Linked DNA regions of Drosophila melanogaster: region 1 is linked to region 2. A link is a contact called in public Hi-C data. All regions are on one chromosome and are shown on one strand. Each heading gives the region's core, a stretch centred on a gene start, on an enhancer-like site or on the middle of the called end of the contact. The rest is flanking DNA. Distances are from core to core; before and after follow the strand shown.

Region 1 (3,022 bases), core at 24-2,523, 330 kb after region 2:
TTTAAAAAAAAAAATTGAAAAAAGGGAAATTTTTGATTTTCGAAAATTTTCGAACTTTTTCGAAAATTTATATCTCAAAAACTGGACGTGGGCAAAAAAAACTAATTGGTGGGCAAAAATGGGCAAACGATTCCAGCTTTCAAATTTCAAAATTCGATTTTTCCGACCCCAACTTCTTTGAGCTTTCCATATTCACGGCCGAAGCTTTCGCTATTCTCAAAGCATGCCAATTCGCCTCCAAAAAGGCTGGAAAATCTGTTATATGCTGGCAGCCTCTCCTCCCTTTCCGCTACATGCAACTAGAATCACGATGACCCCACATCACAAGAAGTTCGGCACATTCTTAGTTCTCATCCAACAAAAATCACCTTACTCTGGGTTCTGGGTGCTCTAATAGACTCCAAAAAATATTTTGGGAACCTTTATGCTGTGATCCCGATGACTGCCTTTAATTCCAGGTATAAATATTTTGTAATGTAGGGACGCATTTAGGATATATCGAAAAGAATGAATATGCAAAACGAGAAGACATTTACTAATTTCAAAAGGTTGTGGCACAGTGGCAACATATGTGAAATGGAATACACCTATTGACCATATTGCTGCTTAGCCGAAGGATACAATCGATTATTCGTTTTGCTCATTTCTATCGATACTAAACCTAACTAAAATACGATAGGAAGCCTAACTTAAATGATCAAAAAATTATTTTACCATATCTTTGCCATTTCATTCAATATATTGAAAGGGTATCTGATATATGTGGAAATTCTTTTGTATTAGCTGTTAAATACGCCTATTGTCAGAGGAGTCCAGAAAAGCAATAAATTGAAAGAGATCAAAACTGGTGAATACTATTTGTCGTAAATTTAGCTCACCTGGTATATATATCATATATAATTATTTATTTATTTATTTATTATGATAGGTAGAATAGTTTACAATACTAGACTAACTTAAATAGTAAGCATAAGCTACAGCTATATTGATCTACAATGCTATTATATCTTTATCTACTTTATATCTAATTTGCTAAATATATCATATATATGCCTTTTTATCCTCTTCCGTTGCAGCGAAAACTTATTATACAAGAATAAAGAATCCGCATAATCTTTTTACTGAAACAATTAGCTTTAAATTAGTTGCCTTGCATTTTATCATTGAAATTGTTAACGTTCACGCATCAATTGGGCTGTGTGAATAGGTCGCATAATTGTTTTGGCATTAATTATTTTAAGAGGCTGTCGACGGTTTTTTTTTACCGTTATGCCATCTGGTAACACTGCCCAGGCCGCAAATGGAATGGATTTTCGAGAGCTAGATAAATTAAACTGGCGTTTGCATCTGAGTAACAATAACAATATCGTTAATTATAGTGCGAACCGACACCTCGGTCCTGATGCGGCTGAAGAGCGACGCCCGGAGCTCTTAGTCAGCCAAGTCAATTGTGGGACCGGTGTAAATACAATGGGCACAAATCAAAAACGAGCAGCAACAACATCAGCGCAGGCCGTAGCGGTGGACGAGCAGGTCGTGGGAGCCGTGGGTGGTGGCGGGGCAAAGGCAGAGGAGTGCCCTGCAGCGACCATGGCCGCAGAGGATGGTGATAAGGCAAGTGACTGCCGCTTTAAGCACAAAAAATTATGTTGATTATGTTATGTTCTGTTTATCCTTTAAAAAGGTGGAAAGTCCTTCTTACTGCGAACTGGATCTGGACGTGGCAAGCTACGGGCTAGCAGCAGCTGCCCTCTCATCCTTTGAAGCCGCCGCCTGTGGCTATAATTCCAGCCGAACTTCCATAAACAACTCAACCGAAAACCTGAGCTATGCCAGTGACAATATTTACGGCGACGATATAATTTTGCTGGACGACAACGACATGAACGCGGAGGAGATATCTATCAACTCCGACGACTGCGTCTACGCTTACCGTGGTGAAGGGGCTGATTTTGACATGAACATGGATATCATCGCCACGGGAAGGGTTGGCGGGCAACACTTCGACCTTGGCCGAGGACCAGTGAATGCTATGGGAGGCGATAGCCTCATTTACGGCGAAGATGAGACGGAGTTTCTTGAAATGGACTTTGAGCCAGACCCCTCATCAGAGTTGGAGCTTGTTGGCGGAACCACCGATATGACCATCCAGCCTCAGGCCAATTTGTTGTTAATGCAACGCGACTATAGCCAAATGAACAGCATAGGCGGAACTACTTCTACGCAGGAAGGAAAGCTGCACAGCTCGCCCATAGATGATTTTCCGCAGGAGGACCTAATGCAGCAGCAAAAGCTACGCCTTAGTAAGAAGTTCGCGCGCATCAGCTTGAATTTAGATAAAATCAAAGACGTTGGTGCTGGTGGAAGTGGCGTGGACATAGATTTAAATGAGCTAATAGTTATTGGCTCGGAAAAGCAGGCTGAATCCTCCGGAAGCTTTCGGTCAGTGAAGTCTTATCAGGCTCATTCCTTGCCCAACACATTGCACACAGGCTCAAATTTTTCGCGCAGCACTAGTGTCCCCAGCGAACACCCAGAGCCTAAGCTGACTGGTGCTAAGCCAAAGCGTTTTTTGCACACCTCGTCTGTGATGACTAAAAGCTCCTCATATAAGTCGCGGCGCTCTCATACATCAGCTAGCTTTGATGAACGTTGCTACAGCTGCACTGATTTCCGGGCAACAACATGTCAGCAGCAACAGTCAGGGTCGAAGTCAAAGCAAGATCAAGTGCCTCCTATACTGGTGGCTCCTGCGACTGTTGGGGCTTTGACCACGTCTTCTTCGTGCACGGGCCAATTTGACTTGGGAATAACCGAGGAGAACTGCTTAGACTGCCTAGAAAAGGAGTTCTTGGCCAATACCATAGGCAAAGTCGTAGACCCGGGAACATGTCCTAAGTGTCGTAGATCAGCTGGCAGTCGGGGCAGTAGTATTTCGCTTTACTCACGGTCGGACCAGGTTCGCTGTCGAAGCGGGTCCCCAGTATACTGCTATGGAGGTCCGTTCGCCGGCTGGCACAGC
Region 2 (3,308 bases), core at 303-2,802:
TCTATAAAAATTGGCAATTGACATTTCTATTACAATGTCTCTAGAATCTGTATGCTTAGTCTCCTGATCTCGACGTTTATAACGACGGGCATATGTATATGGCCAGATCGACTGGGCTATCAATGAATGATACATATGTACATATATTGATACATATGTATCAATGAATTAAACCTGATATAATAGCAAATACAGCTCCTATAGATAACACATAATGAAAATGAGCTACTACATAAGTATCATCTATAATAATATCTACTTATGAATATGTACATATATTCTTTCAACGAATCTAGTATACCATTTTACTATAAGGGCAGAAAACTGAAAACATTTTGTAAAAGTGTGGGAGTAAATTTTTTGGCGGTTTTGTGGACGTTGACGTGGGCTCGGCAACATTCTGCAAAAACCTTGATAGCTAAAAATTTCGGCTTTTTTAGTTTCCGAAGTCTCGACCATCAAACGGACCAACTCTTCTCTCTATGTCCTTTTTAAACAACAAGTAATAGGTGTAGAAAAAAACAAGTTTTCCGTGTAATTGTTTATTTAATAATATATTATCCTAGGGAGATGCAATCCTAGTAACATTTTTTGAATAGCAAAGAATAATATTTTAAATCATGTACATGTACGTTAAATGTTTGAAAAAACTTAACAAAAGTGAATTTTTTCGTTACTATGTATTCGTCGACGCATTGTTGGTTTACCTTTATTTTTTATTTCATTTTATTTTCTTCCGATTTAATTTGTAAAATGATTAATTTTTTCAGAAATGGCGACAAATGGAATTAAATTTGTTTCTCCCATAAAATTCGAAGTAACTCATCCATCTTTCGAAATCACTCAAACATGCGAGAGCGAAACAGAAACCGGTCGCGCTCTTGTGCTCACGAGACAATAACTGTTCTTGCTCTTTCGCTTGTCGAATTTTCGAAAACAGTCTGTGGACAGAGGCGTTCGGATGAGGGTCTCGAACTAGGAAATTGTTACAAAATATATGGTAACATTTCGCTAATAATAAACAACGAAATATTTATTTATTAGTTCTTAAACGTACTCACAAAACATAGGTACCATATCAACCACTAATAGATTCTTTCAAGTTGTTAGCTTACACGAAAATGTTTTAACCCCCTCTTGAGATGTACGCCACTGACCCTACAAACCGCAAAACAGCTGATTTTTGTCGGTATGCAAGCAAACCTTTAATTAATGACAATTTAATGGCCAAAAGCAACCAAAATGTATTTACCAAACAATAATTCCATAGTATTTACCTTAGTTCAAGTCGAAACATAAATATGTTCATTTTATTTTATAATTTTGGGGTATACATATGTATATTACGAACCTGTGGATCGGAGTGCAAGTAGCAAGGTTGGATTAGAGGAAATAGTTTTTTCTCATCAAAGCAGAGCTTAAACACTGTTGCTGATGCGTATTTTCATTTAAATTCGATAGAACAAACTGTAAAACACAGATAATAAAACATAATTCACAGCGCACTTTTCACCAGCAAGCGTACGACGCACGCGACGAGTTGCTTCTCCCACAAGAAGTTCGAAATTCGAAATCGTTTGTGCAACTGAGAGAGAGAAGTTCGAATATTTGAGTGGTTTTTAAGTTCGAAAAACACCAGAGATTTCTGATTAGGGGGTAATTTACTTACAATTTTTTTTGATTGGACTTCGTGATCTTTTTCATATATACATTTATCGAGCTATAATTCCTAACGGTTAAGGTCTATTGGGGTCTCGAGGTTAATACGAACGGATAGATTGAGATGGCTATTGATCTTAATAAAGAATATTTGGATCGGTTCTGTCTAGTTTTTTTACTCAACTCTTTTTTACTTCTTATTTAAATATTTTAAGGTGTAGAATATGTTTCGCAGTTGTGTCTCATCGTTTGTGTCCCAGATATGTATGTATTTACAGCTGTGTTCAATAAAATAGCAGTGCGAGGGAAACTAAGAAATACAAAGGTATTTTCCCTTTTTGGAATCGACTTTTTATTTCACTTATTTTTGTAAAATGGAATGTGTATATAGGAATAAAAAGAAAATCCCAATAGTTTTTCATGTTATCCTTTTCTGCTTAAATTCTTGAGCAAATTCACAACTTTTATGCTGTTCATAAGAATAGCAGTGTCTGGTTTTGTCCAACGTAAAGTCCCGAAAATATCAATATTTTCTAACGTGTGTTTGGTTCGTATATTTAAAAGAGCAATAATTAAAAAAAAAATAAATAAAAAATATTGTATATTATAGTAGATAGAGAAAGAAAAGAATGTTAATTCACCAATCAAAGAAAACATTTCACACATATTCTGCCTTCAGTTGTGTCCATAGAAATCGGGGACACAAGGCAAATCCATTTATATTGCGAAATCAAAACCATTTTTCCATGTCATTGGAATCCTCCACTAGAGGTGAACTAATTGCGTGTTCAGCGCAAAATCTTTTCGATTTATCGCCTCAGGTTGATTTTATGCTTCACATAGACACCACACAGCCGCTGCACATCCACATATTGATGCAGCATCCAAAGGACCGAAATGAGAGGTGGGCTCCAGAGGGCAACGGAGCGAATACCCGCTGATTTATACGCTTCAATCCCACATTTTTGTTTCTTCGGCTGCCATTTAGCTAAAATATTTCATATCCGAATTGCATCGCCGTCTCGAGCCTTCGCTCCTTCGTCTTCGTTTGGCTGCCAGGCAGAAGACTAGAGCGGGACGCACTGATGGCAGAGAGTGGGAGCGAGAGGGTACGCAATGGACAGCCGCTTCCCCGTAATTATGCGATTTGTTATTCGAGATTTGAGGCGATTGTGACTGGGCACCATGTAGGCGAGGAGGCGCTGAAGAAGCAGCAGTTCCACCGAGAAATGATTTAAACTGCGATTTCAATTCTGGCATTTCTGATTCGCCCAGTGTCTGTGTTGCAACTTGAGGCCCTCCCATACCATCTCCACAATCCGCCGCGCGGACCCCGGACACCGCAAGCTGAATTCGACACGCCAAGATCTGAGTATCCCAAATGATAATGCTGCGGCCATTGCATGTGCGATGGGCAGTCAGAGTCGGACGGGCGGACTGACTCCGGACCAACGGACAACATCCATTCGCTGACTGACTGACGTACTTGGGGGCTGACTGATATGGGTGGAACCAAAAGGCTCACAGAGCGGCGAAGTCTTCTTGCTGGACGCCCTGCAGCAGACATTATAGCCAACGAAAAATATTGGTTATATATTACAGTTTCTCAATATTTTAGTCAGATTCCGAAACCAAGCGAGAAAAACGAG

Evidence for each region. Hi-C and Micro-C count contacts between places; a contact is called where the count stands out from the background.
Region 1: a Hi-C map of the Kc167 cell line shows a contact between it and region 2, with 2.1 times the contacts expected there. The contact joins the promoter of CG3651 here to the promoter of CG31612 in region 2.

Annotation. Positions count from the first base shown.
Region 1 is chr2L:22,120,567-22,123,588 of dm6, forward strand. CG3651 reads left to right here and starts at 1,274. Exons shown (of 5, transcript NM_001273753.1): 1 at 1,274-1,614; 2 at 1,685-3,022. The coding sequence starts at 1,306. It overlaps lncRNA:CR46480 (long non-coding RNA:CR46480), which reads right to left and starts at 617. Exons shown (of 2, transcript NR_167867.1): 1 at 369-617.
Region 2 is chr2L:21,793,895-21,797,202 of dm6, forward strand. It overlaps CG31612, which reads right to left and starts at 1,553. Exons shown (of 4, transcript NM_165400.3): 1 at 1,500-1,553.